4 separate regions of the Mus musculus genome follow, and regions 2, 3 and 4 are each linked to region 1. Evidence: chromatin contacts called from public ChIA-PET, Hi-C and HiChIP or PLAC-seq data. All regions are on one chromosome and are shown on one strand. Each heading gives the region's core, a stretch centred on a gene start, on an enhancer-like site or on the middle of the called end of the contact. The rest is flanking DNA. Distances are from core to core; before and after follow the strand shown. Region 1 has its middle 49 kb from the start of Gm40746. Region 2 overlaps Gm33843 (a long non-coding RNA gene). Region 3 has its middle 130 kb from the start of Gm33843. Region 4 has its middle 130 kb from the start of Gm33782.

What was found. Hi-C and Micro-C count contacts between places; a contact is called where the count stands out from the background. ChIA-PET counts read pairs in DNA pulled down with a chosen protein or histone mark. HiChIP or PLAC-seq counts read pairs in DNA pulled down with a chosen protein or histone mark.
Region 2: an RNA polymerase II ChIA-PET map of memory CD8 T cells shows a contact between it and region 1, with 41 read pairs. The contact joins two enhancer-like sites. A contact is called at or near these places in 1 of 15 datasets of contacts at CTCF or cohesin (the NIH/3T3 cell line) and 1 of 115 datasets of contacts at active chromatin or transcription factors (memory CD8 T cells).
Region 3: an H3K27ac HiChIP or PLAC-seq map of bone marrow-derived dendritic cells shows a contact between it and region 1, with 4 times the contacts expected there. The contact joins two enhancer-like sites. A contact is called at or near these places in 1 of 15 datasets of contacts at CTCF or cohesin (the NIH/3T3 cell line), 6 of 484 Hi-C or Micro-C datasets (CD4 T cells, the N1E-115 cell line, bone marrow-derived dendritic cells and 3 more), 2 of 115 datasets of contacts at active chromatin or transcription factors (bone marrow-derived dendritic cells and regulatory T cell precursor) and 1 of 9 other capture datasets (bone marrow-derived macrophages).
Region 4: a contact with region 1 is called in a Hi-C map of bone marrow-derived macrophages, with 22 read pairs. The contact joins two enhancer-like sites. A contact is called at or near these places in 3 of 484 Hi-C or Micro-C datasets (bone marrow-derived macrophages, liver and myeloid progenitors).

Annotation. Positions count from the first base shown.
Region 1 is chr10:96,130,335-96,134,318 of GRCm38.p6, reverse strand. No RefSeq gene overlaps it. Among named protein-coding and RNA genes, the nearest start is that of Gm40746, 49 kb to the left of the region's middle. Within about 2 kb of position 1,993, at least 52 of the 459 cell types and tissues checked have an H3K27ac peak or open chromatin away from gene starts, as enhancers often do. A contact at or near this core is called in bone marrow-derived dendritic cells, bone marrow-derived macrophages and memory CD8 T cells, where this site is marked.
Region 2 is chr10:96,521,352-96,525,335 of GRCm38.p6, reverse strand. It overlaps Gm33843 (a long non-coding RNA gene), which reads left to right. Exons shown (of 4, transcript XR_380712.2): 4 at 665-912. Among named protein-coding and RNA genes, the nearest start is that of Gm33843, 75 kb to the left of the region's middle. Within about 2 kb of position 1,900, at least 23 of the 459 cell types and tissues checked have an H3K27ac peak or open chromatin away from gene starts, as enhancers often do. A contact at or near this core is called in memory CD8 T cells, where this site is marked.
Region 3 is chr10:96,464,233-96,468,216 of GRCm38.p6, reverse strand. No RefSeq gene overlaps it. Among named protein-coding and RNA genes, the nearest start is that of Gm33843, 130 kb to the left of the region's middle. Within about 2 kb of position 2,061, at least 53 of the 459 cell types and tissues checked have an H3K27ac peak or open chromatin away from gene starts, as enhancers often do. A contact at or near this core is called in bone marrow-derived dendritic cells and bone marrow-derived macrophages, where this site is marked.
Region 4 is chr10:96,433,367-96,437,350 of GRCm38.p6, reverse strand. No RefSeq gene overlaps it. Among named protein-coding and RNA genes, the nearest start is that of Gm33782, 130 kb to the right of the region's middle. Within about 2 kb of position 2,035, at least 22 of the 459 cell types and tissues checked have an H3K27ac peak or open chromatin away from gene starts, as enhancers often do. A contact at or near this core is called in bone marrow-derived macrophages, where this site is marked.

The DNA.
Region 1 (3,984 bases), core at 744-3,243:
TTGGCCACCAAGTATGCTATATAAATATAAAGGAAGTCACCTTCATCTCTAAGGGGGTCCAAGCATAGAGCTAGAGCCCTGAAAAGACCTGAGCCTTATTTTGGGGAAGCTCCAAGCCAGATCAGCTCTCTCTTCTGTCTCTTCATTGTTCTTTGAGCAGTATCGAACATGATCAGGACTCTTATTATTATAACGGGGCACATTTATTAAGTGTTTATTAAGGGCCTGCCATATGCTAGATTTCTACACAATCTTCCAACAACCTGTAAAACAGGAGCTACTGTATTCATGCCCATTTTTCAGATGAAAGAACTTGGGTTGAGGAACAGGCTTTGTGAGATGGGTCCAAACTCTTGACATTGCAACATGACTTTCTCATCTAGAAAGTTCATCCTTGAGAACTACATAACTATGTTATTTTTGAGAAAATTCTCATGTTTTAAGTAAATGCATAATTTTGTGCTGGGCCACATTAAGTTATCCTGGGATGCATGTGGCACATGGGTGAGTTAGAGATAGCTGCAGGGCCGAAGTCATAAAGCCAGAAACTAGCTGACTGGATTTCAAACAAAAGCATGAAGGCTCCTCATGCCAGCCTATGTGCAGACAACTCAGGCATCTGGGTAGAGTGATTCCCCAAATCTTTAAAATGAAACTGGCCCTGAAGACTCTTCCTAAGACAAGCAGTCATGAGTGTGAATCTTGCCACTTATCTTGAAAAGCATGATTCTCTCTGGTTGCTATCTACTTCAAAAAGACTTAAAAATATACAAATAAAAATATTTTTATTTATTAATTTGTTTATTTATTTATTTATTTATTTTTCCCATTTTTTATTAGGTATTTAGCTCATTTACATTTCCAATGCTATACCAAAAGTCCCCCATACCCACCCACCCCCTACCCACCCACTCCCCCTTTTTGGCCCTGGCGTTCCCCTGTACTGGGGCATATAAAGTTTGCCTGTCCAATGGGCCTCTCTTTCCAGTGATGGCCGACTAGGCCATCTTTTGATACATATGCAGCTAGAGTCAAGAGCTCCGGGGTACTGGTTAGTTGATAATGTTGTTCCTCCTATAGGGTTGCAGACCCCTTTAGCTCCTTGGCTACTTTCTCTAGCTCCTCCATTGGGAGCCCTGTGATCCATCCATTAGCTGACTGTGAGCATCCACTTCTGTGTTTGCTAGGCCCCGGCATAGTCTCACAAGAGACAGCTACATCTGGGTAAAAATATTTTTGTTCCATCAACCTTATGCATATTTTTTTTACATTCCTAGACTGGCAAGATTTCTCTTTGTCTATAGATCTGCCCTCTTGGAAAGTCTTCCTCCCTCCTGTGACATGGAAGGATCTTGGTCTTTTTTTTTTTCTTAGTTGGAAGCAAAGAAAGCAAAGTACTGAAGAAACAGCTTGCATCACCAAACACCTAAAGATACATCATGAATTTATACCTTTAATATATCTTACAGCCTGCAAGACAGAAACTGGGTAAGCCTTCCCATGCATAAGGAAGTGTGTCTGGGGATATTGGGTACTGCACTTAATGTCATGTATGCAGAGAGTTGATCCTTTTCCTTTCTCCCTAATTTGTCTGTCTTTCCCTCCTTTTGTTCTCTCAGAAAGCCCACCACTTCAGAAAGTCTAAAGAGATAGGGGCTTATGAGAGTCAGATAAAAAATATTTTGAAAGGGATAGTCATGCATTTCCTGGCTTTGGAGAGGTCTTGGTGGTGTGCTCTTAGATGTTGTGATATTAGTTAGGATCAACACCCTGCCATTGGGCATGGGGTCTCTGGAATCTTCACTCCTGGGTGTAGCTGGAGGAGAATGCGTTCTGTGTGTCTGTAACCAGAAAGGGTAGAATGCTAAAGCCGGTCTAATTAAGGCCAGTCTGCCTGTCCATGACTGTCTGTCAGACTTGAGTCTGGCCTGCCTAGTGCAGTGGAAACAAGTGGGTTTTTTTTTTTTTCCTCCTTTTTCCTCATGTTTTAACTGTGTGAGGTTACAGTGCCACCATGTGGATCCTCCGGTGTGAACCTGGATAATGAAGCTGGGGCTACAAAAGTGGTCACAGGCAACCTAAAAGACTTGGGAACAGGGACAGAAAGAGAAACCCGGTTTTTGAAAAGACACCGTGGTTCGTCAGGAAAAACAGAAGTCACGTCGGTCGGTCAAAAGATAATTTACATTCGTGAGCACCGCTTGGAGCCAAACAGACGCTAGTTGAAACTTACCAAACTGTCTTTACAGCCTCAGTTGCCTTGTCTGTGTAACGGGCACTGTAGTAGCTCCTCTAGGCTGCCGTTAGAATCAAAAGGCAGTGCACACAAAGTGCTCTCTGCCTGCCATGTCTGGTTGTTATGACTGAGCTAAGAAAGGAACTTCACAGCCTTATGCTGAACCGCAGTCCCGTGCTAGGACTCTCGACATTTTGCCCATGGTTTTACCTTGATTTAAGCCTTAACCATTTCACCTTCCCCTGCCTTTGACATGTGAGCTTTGCAGCAGTCAAATTTCAAATCATGTATTTCAAATCATGTTTCCATCATCTTGTAGCTTTGTAGCCTTGGGATATTTAAACCTTCTGAGCTGGGAAGCTGTGTGGTGATGCTGGCCCTTTGTTCCAGCATCCAGGGTATGGAAGCAAGAGGCTACCCTCTTGTTCAAGGATATTCTCTGCTAGATAGTTAGTTAGACTCCAGTATGGACTCACAAGACCCTGCCTGGGGAAAATAAAAATAGGGAACAACAAAATCCTGAGTCCTGGTTTCCTTGTCTGTAAAATGGGGTTAAGAACCTGTTACAGAGGGAACTAGAGCTCGGGCACTCGAAGCTTCGGATGCAGTAACTTCAATGGTCATCAGTCTGCGCCCATCACTGTTACGGTCATGACTACACTACAGGACAGCACAGCCTCACCTTGACCTCCAAGTAACAAAACCTTTAAGTTCACCTTAACATCAAAGAGCGATTGAGGAACTAGACAGGAAGCAACTTCTGTGGTCTATTTACCTACACACCTCAATGTTGAGGTTCTGTGGTTTTTATAAGGTTATCTTCTCAAGGCTAAAAGTGCAGCTATGAACAGTTTACACCTCAGTGTTTTCAGTATTAAAGTGTATTTCATAGTCAAGGTTAATAGTGCCATGTGTTAGTAGCACACACCTTTAATCCCAGTACTCAGGAGGCAGAGGCAGATGGATCTCTGAGTTTGAGACCAGCCTGGTCTACATATAGAGTTCCAGGACAGCCAGGGCTACCTAGACAAACCCTGTCTTGAAAAGCAAACAAACAGAAAACAGAACAAAACAGTTACTACTCTGATGTCTTTAATTTATTTTACATGTCTTCATCTTCTGAGGCCCCAAATCCAGTCCTTTCAAATCAAGCAAAATCTTAGAACTAATGAACAGATTTAGACTTGATGAAGACAAAAACTCAATCGTATCCATCACCGCAAACTCTGAAAGTCTAGATTTGCCGTGACACCTGAGTGGTCCTAGCCAGGATAACACAAACGCAAAACCACGGTGATCTTAGCTCTAAGCTTTAACACCTCCAGCTATTCGGGGGGGGGGGGTCCCCAAAATGTTTCATAAGCCTCCTCCACTTCTGATCCCCACCACTATGCTTAAGCCACAGTCTCATAACTACCTCCTTGGACTGACAGCAACCTGCTGCACTTTCCCCACCAGGCTATAGGCAGCCCTGCAACCAGAGGGGCCCCAGGCATCTCCCACACCTGCCCCCTTCCCTGCCTCACTCCTTAAATATCCCCAACCTCAGTAAATATCCTCATTGCTGCTTCCATTAAAATATAAAAAGCACAGATCTCCTGAGAGCATTTAGAGCACTGGAGTCCTGGCTAGGTCTAGAAACTATAATCTATAATAATAAATATGCATATATATGTATAATATAGATATTTATTATATACGATATGTTTTTTTAAGTTTTATTTATTTTTTGTATGTGAGTGCATTGT
Region 2 (3,984 bases), core at 651-3,150, 390 kb before region 1:
TTCATTAAACATTTCAAATGTGTATTTTAACTTACAAACAAAAATAATGCTTGATCAACTATCCTGCAGATACATTTCTTTATATCCTTATTAGTATTTTGAAAAAAAAAAAACATTCCTGAATAGAACCATTAAGCCAAAGAGAGTGTTTAATTTTAGATTTTTAGTATAGTTTATAGATTATTTAGCAAAGGAGAATTGAATTTGCACTTCAGTGATAACCTATCCTTACATGCTTGTCCAAAATGGGCGATACACACACACACACACACACACACACACGCACCCCTGATAGCTCTCTACTGTAATTCATTCAACTTTAGCCTGGTTACTAATGTACTTGGTCATCTTTACTGAGCATTCATGTTTCTTGTTCTGAGAACCGTGTGAATTTATAATTTGCATTATTGTTTATATGGGGTGTTATGTTTCCCACATTTGTTGATGTTTTGTATAAGCATCTTGGAGATAATAGCTTTTTAAAGTACAAGGTTTTAATGATACTTGGCCCAAGTCTCCCTACCCATGGTGTGTGTGTGTGTGTGTGTGTGTGTGTGTGTGTGTGTGTGTGTGTGTGTATGTTTGTGTGTGTGTACTGGATGTGATTAAATGCACCAACACTAATCTTTAACAAGAGAGGCTATTTTTAACTTCTGTCTCTCAGGGCAAACAGAACCCTACCCAGAGGTGAGACGTGTTCCTAGTCTGGGCGGTCGGTAATTCTCCTTCACTCCTGCAGCCCGGTTGCTAGAAGAAATGAGAGTCAGCATGGACAAAGCCAGCAGGGAACGAGGGGCACAACCAGTATCTGCAGCAAGTACCAAACCCGGAGCCCCATCCACAAAACTCAATTAGGAACAATTGGTTGTGCTGAGTGAGGTCAGCTCCAACCGGGGCCCATGAGCTGAGCTGGTTATTAGTGTTGTCAAGTTGCTCAGACAAGTGAATCAGACATCGTTCGTTAGCATTTATCTTTGAAGACGAGGTGGCTAAACAATAAACCGTTGAAGATTTGTTTAGGTGCTTCGTTTTTCTATTCCCCTCTACATGTTTATATGAATTATTTGGTCCTGTACCAGAGAGGATTGTGTGGTAGTCTAATGAGATTTGAGCGTCAGCTGACACAGTTCTTTGTCCCAGTGTCTGGCAGGGGGAGCTGCTTATTTACATGGTCGCTGCATGGTCCTTTTACATCTGTCATTTAGCTCAGCTCGAGTTCTCCGTTACCCAAATAAAAATGAATCACCTCGGGCATCCGTTTGGGATTGCTGCCTTTGAAGTATAGCGGTAAACCCGCTGCCTCAGCATCTGAGAGATCAGCTCACTCTATCACCTAGAATTCTAATCCTGCATTTGGAGGCTTAGAAGTCCAGAGATGGAGGAAATGGGAAGGAAAAGAAGGCTGATCAAAGAATTCACAGTGCTACAAAAGGAATTTACATGTCTCTCTTCCTTTTCTTCTCTCTGTCTAAACAGGTATGTCATTTATCAGGAAAGTTAGTGTTGTTTCCTTTTGTTTTGTTTTTAAGCTGCCTGTAAGGTAAACTTAGCACATCATTGCAATCTATCACCTTTTATAGAAGTAAGGGTACATTTTTTTTTTCAGTGGGAAGATATTGATGTCCATATTTTAAAACTCCTATAATGGGTGGTGGGTCACTTCAAAAGTAGAAGCTAAAATTTTTAATAATAAAACAGAAGGAAGAAGCCTGAGAATAAATTGCAGCATGAGAACACAAAGGGACTCAGGTCATTGTCGCAGCCTTAACCAGAAGCCAGACGATCTAAAAGAAAAATAGCGAACGCCACAGCGTCGACTGGAACACACCATGGGGCAGAACAAAACGGCCGTCTTATGAAAGGCATTTTTTCATTTTTAAGGAGGATGCGCCTGTGCGTTCGCGATGACAAAGCACAGACTGAGAATGGGTCGTTCACACTGACAGGTTGTTTCCTGTTGGGCTAACTGCTTGGGTTGGAGTTTCTGTCTCTCAAATAGTTTTAAAGGAAGAAACAGAAAAGCTAATCTTTCATAAAAGGAGAACTGAGTTTGGAATCACCATACCTGGGTTCTTCCTATGGCTCTTTCTCTCTGAACTAATTAATTAAATTTCCTAATTCCTGAACTAGAAGTAGAAGTAGGGTTCTAACTGCCTGCAAGAAAGTCTGTAGGGCATTTTCTTGATTAATGATTGATGTGAGGGGACCCAGCTCACTAGGGATGGTACCAACTCTAGGCAGGTAGTCCTGGGATGTATAAGAAAGCAGGTTGAACAAGCCAGTGAGCAGCATTTCTCCATGACTTCTGTGTCAGTTCCTGCCTCGAGGTGCCTGCCTTGAGTCCCTGTTTGGCTAGCCCTTCATGACGGACTGTAAGCTGTGAGCTGAAATAAACTCTTTCCTTTCCAAGTTGCTTTCAGTCGCAGTGTTGTCTTACAGCATAAAAACCCAAGAAAGTCTTGAAACATCTCAAAGGGAGCGGTTGAACTCCTGTTGTCAGTTTGGAAACGTGATCCCCCACATTCCCAGGGAGCAGATATAAGAGACTAGGGAAGGGAAATGAAGTCAGAGATAGGCTTCTCCAGCTGCCTGCGTTGGGAGGAACCAGAACTTGCTGCAGTGTCTTTTGCCGCTGCCCAGAGGGTGCTTTGCAAGGTTCTCTGCCCCAGAGGGTGCCTTACAGAGCAATCTGCCCCAGAGGGTCTCTTTCAGAGCGCTCTGCCCTAGAGGGTGCCTTTTAGAGCCATCTGCTCTCTGGATAAAGCACACTCAGTGGTTTCCATTCCAAATCTCATGGGCATCAACTCCAAAGCGTGTTTAAATTGTGCAGGTAAATACCAGACATTTCCACTAATGTCCTAAACTGAGTGTCAGGGACGAGGTGAAGAACTGCCACCTTCCACCTGCTCCAGCCTCTCAAAACTACATGGAACTGGCTATTGTAGGACCGCCTACGGTTCAGTTCAATCCCCAGAGCCCATGTTAGAAACGCTGAGTGTGGTGGCTCCAGGTTATCCTACCGCCAAGGAGGCAGAGGTAGCAAATTCTCTCCACTCCTGGGGGGCGGGGGAAGCTTCTCTGGCCAACCAACCTCATCTACTCTGAGTTCCAGAGTGGGTGACCCTGTTTCCAAAAACTAATGGCTGCCGGGTGCGCGCGCGCGCGCACACACACACACACACACACACACACACACACACACACACACACACACACACACACACACATACAGAGCTATTACCACTGTGCTTAGACAAGAAGTAGAGCTGAAAGGAATTTAAAGTCTGACCATGAATTGAACTGTGTACTAAGGAAAAGACATAGTTAAACGTTAAAATTTAAAACAATCACTTTTTTTTTTCCTTGTTCACAGTAAATTCATTTTATTCCCAAGTCCACATGCATGTCCCCGTGCCATAAGTGAAGATTCTTCAGTAAACAGAAAATGCAGGGCGACCTTAAATCTGGTCATTCTGAGCAGTGTGAACTTGAAATAACTTTCCATTGGCTGAACATCAGTTTCTTAATTTCCCAAAACAGGGATCAATAGCACCCTTCTCATGTGGTCCTTCAACATCACACGGAACAATGAATGCAGCACCATGGCTAACATCTTGATAAATGGACACTCATAACAATATTTATTAGCAATCGATCAAAAGATGGCACCAGCCCTGTGGAGAGGCCCACTATTGTTAGGGGCTGGGGAGGTTTTAGTTGTCAGGGCCAGGTCACAGAGAGAACAAAGAGAGCAACAGCTGATCGGAGTGAGTAGGGGAGCTTTTGCAGACCCCAGGGGGATTGCAGATGGTTTGGGACAGTCCAAGCCAAGTTGGGAGCTGGAGTCAGAGATGACATGGAGGTCAGAGGTCAAGTGTGCAACTTCTGATCAAAATATAGGGGACAGACACTTTGAAGCTGCAGTTCAAATCCTTGTCAGGGGTCAAAGGCAGGCAAACGGCCATGCTTGCAGATGTGGTCCCC
Region 3 (3,984 bases), core at 812-3,311, 330 kb before region 1:
TTAAAATTTGCTTATCACCCTTCACAGAAATGAGCCATATTTTCAAGCTCCATGAGCTTCCTCCAATTTGACCAACAAAGTTAGAGTGTTGAGAACAGTTTCCGCGTGACTCTAGAACCAAAGTCTTATTTTGGGGGCTTTTGGAATTGTCTCTGTCCAGATATCCAGAGGTCAGAGTGGTCTTTGTTGGAGACTCTGTAGGAGGCTCACCATAGGAGAAAGATCATTTCCCAGCTGAGAGCCATCCAGGAGATAGGGGAGGGAAACAGATGGTTTTATGAGGGTTTGACTTCTACTTTAAGCCTCGATTCTGGAAATGGCAGTGGTATTGTGGTTCAGCCCTGGTAGCATCTGTCACAGGGATGCCAGGCTTAAATATCACAGTGCTCTTTCAAGCACAAATTATATTAAAAGTAGTTTCTGCCTTCCAGGGACTCCCTTGCCTTAAAAGCATCCATCGTCTGTCTCCTTCTGCCTGTGTATTAAACCTAAGCTCATAGATATTCCCTCCGGCTTGCCTTCATCTGGTCTTCCATCTTTTTACCATCGTGTCCTGTAGACCAAGGACTGTCAGACTTCTTTTCTATAAAAAGGCAAATTGTAAATATTTGAGTCTCGGGGCCATGTGTTCTCTGTCACCACTGTTCAGCCCTGCTGTGACAGAACAAAAGCACTCATGGACAATATGTAAGTTAAAGAACATGGTTGGGCTTCAATAAAATTTTATTTACAAGAACAAGGTAGCGGGCTGCATTTGATTTGGCCCGAGGTTGTAGTTTGCCAACTTAACTTCTATTTTAGATGGAGCAAATGTGTTCCTTTTCATACTCATTTCCCTTGCCTTGTAGGCTCTTGGGTTTTTTTTTTTTCTCCAAGCTCAAGTTGCTTAATTAATTAAAACTCATTAGTCACTGAAAGAATATTGTGTGCCAGATGCTGTCCTTGGGTCTAAAGATGCAACAGCGAAAAATAAGCTTTCTATTATTATGGAATTTAGGTTCTACAGAATGAAGAGAACAATGGAAACACATTCTGGGTGAAGAAGGATGAACACAGGATGCATGTGGAGGCGGAGGGCTGTTTTGTAGACGAGAAAAGTCACATTGATGAAATGGTTCAGTGACAGTGATAAAAATCAAGGACAAGTTCAATCTGCAATAGATGTGGGTATAACGGGAAGTTGTCAAGGTGGACAGAACAGGAAGTGCAAAGCACCTGAGGTAGAACCTCCTTGGCCTGTGGGATGCAGTGCAAAGATGCTGGCATTGTTGGAGGGCTCCAAATGGGTGTGGGATGAGATGAAAATTGTAGTGTTGAGCAAGATTTGCTAAAGCCATGGAAAGGACCTAAGATCAGAAGCATTGAAAAGTAGAGATGAAAGAATGGAACATATTCATTGTGCGTGAATGGGAACATTGACAGCTATGTGTAGTGCAGTAGGAAGGATAGGGTCAAAGTGGAAGGACCTGGCTAAAGGTGACAACTGCTATCTAGGGTTCTAAAGCAGAGGGATTAAGACACCACTTTCTGAATGACGTTTGAAGGCATGGTGGAACAATGGAGTATAAAAGAAATACATAGTAAAGGGCAGAGCCAAGGGATTAGAAGGAGGGGCTTCGGACTAATTAAGGTAGTGAGGACTAAGGGAGAAATAGAGTGGGTAGCAATAGTCTAACTTTATTTTATTTATTTCTATCATGTTAAGCTTGAGATGATATTTGGACTTTTCTCTGTGAAATGCTGAACAGTTGGGTAAGCATGCCTTGAAGTTCACTGGCGATGTCAAAGGCAGAGACAGACATTTGAGAACTACCTGTAATCAGCACTTATGGTTGTGAGGTGACATAGGGCGTCCGAGAAAGAATTGAGAAGAAGAGTGATCAGGAAGGCAGCATTCAGATGATTTGACCTTAAGTAGATTAAAAAGTAAAACAAAAAACCAATGAAGAAAGCCCAGTGAGGCAGGAAGTAAAGTAAGAAAAAGTGACCTCCCAGGCACTAAGGGGAGTTTCTTTAGAAGGAGGAACTGAATAAGTGTGGGATTTTGCAAACATATTGAGCAAGTTGAAGGCTGAGACATAGCACAGATCCAGCAACACTGGAACCACACTGACTTTTCCCACGGTGGTCTGAGGAGCAGTGACGAGGGAAAACTACAGAGGCTGTATAAAACAGGTCATGAAAACCCCCGAACATTTCCTTCCTTGAGATACTTGATAACATTTCCCGAACATTTCCTTCCTAGAGATACTTGATAATACTTATGGTGGTTAATCTTAATTTTCAACTTAATTTAGAATTACCCAGGAGACACCTCAAGGCCAGCCTCTGAAAGGGTTTCAAGAATGGCTTCTCCAAGGAGACAAGAACCATTCTGGGTGTTGGTGGCATCATCCCATCAGCTGGATTTCTAGAATAAAGAAGAGAGGGAAGGGAGAAGGTACCAGCTTCCATTCCTCCCTGCTTGCTGACTACAGACTCTCACTCCACACTGTCAGTCCCTCCTGACACATAACGTACCCTCAAACTGTGATCCAAATGTACCCTACTTCCTTGAGTGATTTGGGACAGATATTTTATCACAGTGACAAGAAAAGTCCAGCCTTCTACCATTTTAACTATTGGTTTATATTTTCATAGCCTCAGCTATTTTGTGCCCAATCCCAAAGCTGAGCCACGATCATCTGCTAATCAACTTTTATGTAGCATAATACTAGGCACTTAGTAAATGCTGCCTGAATGCTTGTAAAATGAATATAAAACTGAAATCTAAGAAGATTTTCCACAGATGAATATGACTGCCATAACATTTAGGAACACCAATAATAATAATAATAATAATAATAATAATAATAATAATAATAATAATTAATAATAATAATAATGATGATCTTTTAAAAAACAAGATTAAAGTTACCAATATTTTAAATAAATATAAAATTCATAGTTTAAAAAACAACTGGTATGTCAGACATAATGTAGGAAGATGTAACTTTAATACAGCTCTGAAGCTAAGTACATCTTTAAAGTGCCCGGTAAACAGAATCAGTCATAAACAGAGTTTTAGATGGTTGGGGGAGAGCGAACACTCCATGCTATTGCACTTTTGTGACACTGCCCGTATCTGTGTTTATATCCTGATTTTGTTTTCCTGCAGTGCTGAGGATCAAGCGTGGGACTTTTGGGTATGTCAGAAAGACAGTCTACCATTGTCTCATCTTAACTGGGATATCACACTCCTACCTGTAATTTATACATACACTATCTTGCATAGCATGTAGTGAGATTGCTCAGTGGAGAGAGTTTAGTCCTGCTGAAGATGATGGTGAGGCTCCAGGAGTATTAGGAAGCATCTCTCCCTTCTGTAAACCACATGTACTTAGCATAAACTCCCATAATATTCGCTCTGCTTCTTCTTTTAGAACTTCCCATATTATAAACTCACCACTGTTCTAAGAAACCCCTCAAATTAATGTTCTCCCTTGTGTTGGTTTGAAAGAGAATGGCCTCCCATATATCATAGGTTTGAATACTTGGTCTCCAGTTGGTGGAACTGTTTGGAAAGAACTAGGGGGTGTAGTTTTGTTGGAGGAGGTGTGTTACCTGAGCCTGACTTTGAGTTTTCAAAAACCCATGTCAATCTCGGTTAGCCCTCTCTGCCTCATGCTTTTGGATCAAAATGTAAGCTCTCAGCTACTGCTTAGTCACTATGCCTGCCTGCCTGCTTGCCTGCCTGCTGCCATGCTTTTTACCCTGATGTCTATGGACAACTCCTGAAACTGTGAGCCCCAATACTCACTCCCTATGAGTTCCAATTAACTCTTTCTTCTATAAACTGTCTTTGTCATGATGTTTGCCACAGTAACTGAAACACCCTCTTTAAGGCCACGATTTTGAAATCAAATTCACTGTAGTGAATTACTTTGGGGTTGAATTGATTGGGTCAGTTTTTGTTGCTGTTGTAGAAATGATTCTTTAGTCCTT
Region 4 (3,984 bases), core at 786-3,285, 300 kb before region 1:
TCCCAGCCATACATAACACATGCAGAGTCTAAAGGCTTTCTTATATCTGTTAGCCCCAATGAGTCCTGGTGGTCAGTTGATTCTGTGGGCCAGGTTCTCATGGTGTTCCTGATTCCCATGGCTCCTCCTCTCCTTCCTGCACCTCCTCCAAAAATCTCCCTGTGCTCCTCCTAATATTTGTCTGTGAGAGTCTATATCTGCTCACATCAGTTGATGGATGAAGTCACTCTCGTCCCTCTGATGATGATTATGCTAGGCTCCAGTCCCAGAACCTAACAAAGGCTTTCTTAAAGTTTTATCATGTGTCAGTTACACTAACAAGCTAGGAGACTGCATCAGTAGATAAGACACACAACCTGGTCTTGAGGAATATTCAGGAAGATGACCAGAAGCAAATAGATAAGAACTATAACTGAGTTCCCTGCATTTGGGGAGCACGTGGAAGAGTATAAGAGATGAGACTCACCCGGGGGGACCCCCCTTGTGGATGTAGTAGCTCCCCTGAAAGGTAAGTAGGCTAATGTGCAGATAATCATCCTGCTCACTGAGTTTTACATTTTAGAGAACCTTCTGGTTCTATAACATTGAAAATATCTTTGTCTCTGCCTCCCTCCCTCCCTCCCTCCCTCCCTCCCTCCCTCCCTCCCTCCCTCCCTTCCTTCCTTCCTTCCTTCCTTCCTTCCTTCCTTCCCCCTTTCTCTCTCCTTCCTTGTTCTTCTCTCCCATTTCTCTTCCTAACCAGGGTTTCACACATGATAAACACACACTATTGTACTTTCTACCTTACAGAATCAACATTTCTCGCTTCTACATTTCGGTGAGAACAAGTGGCCTTTGGCCTCCATGCCTCGCTCATTTCACTTGATTTAATGTCCTTTCATTCCCTCTAGAAAGTACCAATTTTGTAACACATGTAAAGAAATATGTTACTTATTTTCATTCCTCCTAAAAAACAATGTGAGGTTCTGTTGTGATGCTCAGTAGACACAGCTGTCACACATAGGGTTGGACTGGATTCTTGCCATTACTGTGAAGATCTGATCCTGTGATGCTGGTCAACAAATATTTCTATGGTAACATCTTTTTCTGAATTAGAAAGGGGATGTATACGAGTATATAATAATATAATTAAAAGATAATATGAATGTAATAATATTATAAATAAGATAATTAGACCTTATTTCACTTTCATGTTACTTTTCAAGAAAAAAAGTTTAAAGATATAGGCATTTAGTAATATTTTAAAGATCTATATATCTAGTAATATTTTAAAGAAATACCTTAAAACATTAATGTTGACATATTTGAATTGGCATTTTCTTAGAGAACACAATCTAATTTATAAATCTGAACCATGAAGAACTCAGTAGATAATTATAATCTTGAAGGCGTTTCAAATGTACCTTAATGGGACTCCGTCAGCCAACCAACCAGAGGCCATGTTTAAATTTTTAAACAGTGCATTAAATAATTAAGCAGCATAACAAATTATGTTTTGGGTAGTTGTCACAGCCTAATTTTTTGAGTACTCTCAAAAAAGAAAAAAAAAAGTATATATAAAAGGTTCATTAGAGATTCTCTGAAGCCCCAAACACTAATGCTAGGCATGTGACACTCCCAAGAGGAAACAGGGCTCAAGTTCTCTGCTGGAAATAGATTAAATAGAAGCCCAACCAGAGATTGCCACTGAAGTCTTTGAGGACACACCCCAAACATTTTCAGACTTCCATGGCTGACAAAAGCAGCTTTCTCCTTTTACAAGGACTTTCCCTGCTTGTATGAATACCTTTGTTTAACTGAGTCAATGATTGGAGTCTCTAACCTGCCTTGCTATGGCACACTTTCTCATGACTTTAAAAGACCAAACCAGGGGCTGCAGGAAAGCTTGTCGGTCTTCGTATCCCACTTCCCGTCTTTGTTGAACCAAATTCCCTTATCCGACAATTGAAAGAAACTGTTAGATATTTTCCAGTGGTTGCTAGTGTCTGGTGTCATGGTACTTTTTTTTTCTTTCCCTTTCGATGTGTTTGACAAATTTCAAAGTGGCCCTTGTTACTCACTTCCTTCCTGGATTTCACAACTGTATTCCAAAGTGTTAGTCTAGAGTCCAGCATTTATGTGTTATAGATGTTATCACATTCCCTACCGTGAAACCACTTTTTCTTCTGAAAATTTTAAAAACATTATTTTCCACATAGATGACTTCAACCCTACACAATAAAATCACCTTTGCCTGTGATGGTCCAATAGATAAATTCCTATAACAACACAAGACTACGTTTCATATGAATGCCTATAATTGTATGAATTAAAAAAAAAAAGTCTTATTTTGTTTCAAGGCAGAGTCTCGTTAGCCCAGGCTGGCCTTGAACTTGTTATGTAGCTGAGCATGACTTTTAACTCCTTTCCCCATTTCCCATACCTGTAATCACCGTACCCACCTAAACTTGTCTACTTGTTTTAGAAGCTCTGGAGATTGTACTCAGGGACTCATGCATACAGGACAATCACTCTATCAATTGGACTATCAGCCCAGCCCCACCAATTATATTTCTGATGGAATACAATAGTCTGCAGTTCTTTGTTTTAAACTGTAGCTGGCTGGAAGTATAGTCCAAGGGATCTAGAAAGAATTAAATCCAAAATACTTCAGCATCTTTCTGTCCACCAGGCTTGTAGGACCAAGCCTTAGTTAGAGAAACTCTTCAGTCAATACAACTGCATACTCCATTGACCATCACGGCTTAGCCATCTACATGGGCAAGGATGGCAGGGTTTGAAGGAAAAGAGGTCAGTAGACTTGATTTTAAGTTCCAGTGTCACCAGCAGTTGTGTAGTCTTGTGAGAACTGTACCCCTTCTCTGTTGCGGGGTGGGGGTGGGGTGGGGATGGGGTGGGGGGAGAGTACCAGCACTGGGCCCGAGTTCCCAAGCCCCTTGGCGGATTGCTGCCGCCAGCTCCACCCAATGACTGTCTATCCCACAGTCAGCCATCACAACATCCATTTACCTGGTAGAATCAAAACTCTTAAAGCTTATAACTAGCCAATCAGATTTATGTACCATTAAGTTCACAGTTTACAAGATGCCAATACAATAATTTCAGAACCAATTGATAATGATTAAAAGCTCTATCCCAATTATTCTAACCTTATGGTATCATAACTACCTGCAGCTGGTTAAAGCCACACTGGTTCACGTCTGCCTCCATCTTGGCCTTCTCACTTCTCTCCCTCTGAGATGCTCTCTGCCTCTCCAACTCTTAGCTCCACCTCCCTTTTTCATGTCCAATCACAGGCCTCCTGCTGCCCTAATGTAATTGGACAGGGAAAATTCTGCAACACTTCTCCATGCTTCTATTTCAATAAAATACCAACTCTTAGCTCCACCTCCCTTTTTCATGTCCAATCACAGGCCTCTTGCTGCCCTAATGTAATTGGACAGGGAAAAACCTGCAACACTTCTCCATGCTTCTATTTCCATAAAATAGTAGGGGTGACATTCAGCCATGCCTAACATCTATCTTTTGCTAAGCCCTTTAAAGCAGTCCTTGTGCTGGCATTACTGAAAGGCATAGGTTGGGAGTCTTGTTGGGCATTGGGGAGCTGCAGTGTTTCTCAAAGGATATGCAATATTACCTAGACTGCTCGAAGCCCTGCGTTTGATTCCCAGTGCTGCAAAAATGAATGGGCCAGTTAATGAGTGAATATTAACTCAAAGAACAGTAACCAAGGAGAGGGCAATGGGTAAATGATTTGTTGCCCAAGTATGGGGACTTAAGTTTGGATCCCCAGTACCCATGTGAAAAACAGGGCATGGCTGCCCTAGACGGCCCTGTACTGAGTAGTAGCGATAGAAGAATCCTGAGGACTCCCTGGCCAGCCAATTGCTACTACAGGTTCAGGGAGAAACACTGTCTCAAAAAGGAGGTACAAGTGATGAAGTGAGCCCTGATGCCCTCTGGACTTTACACATGCATTATTAG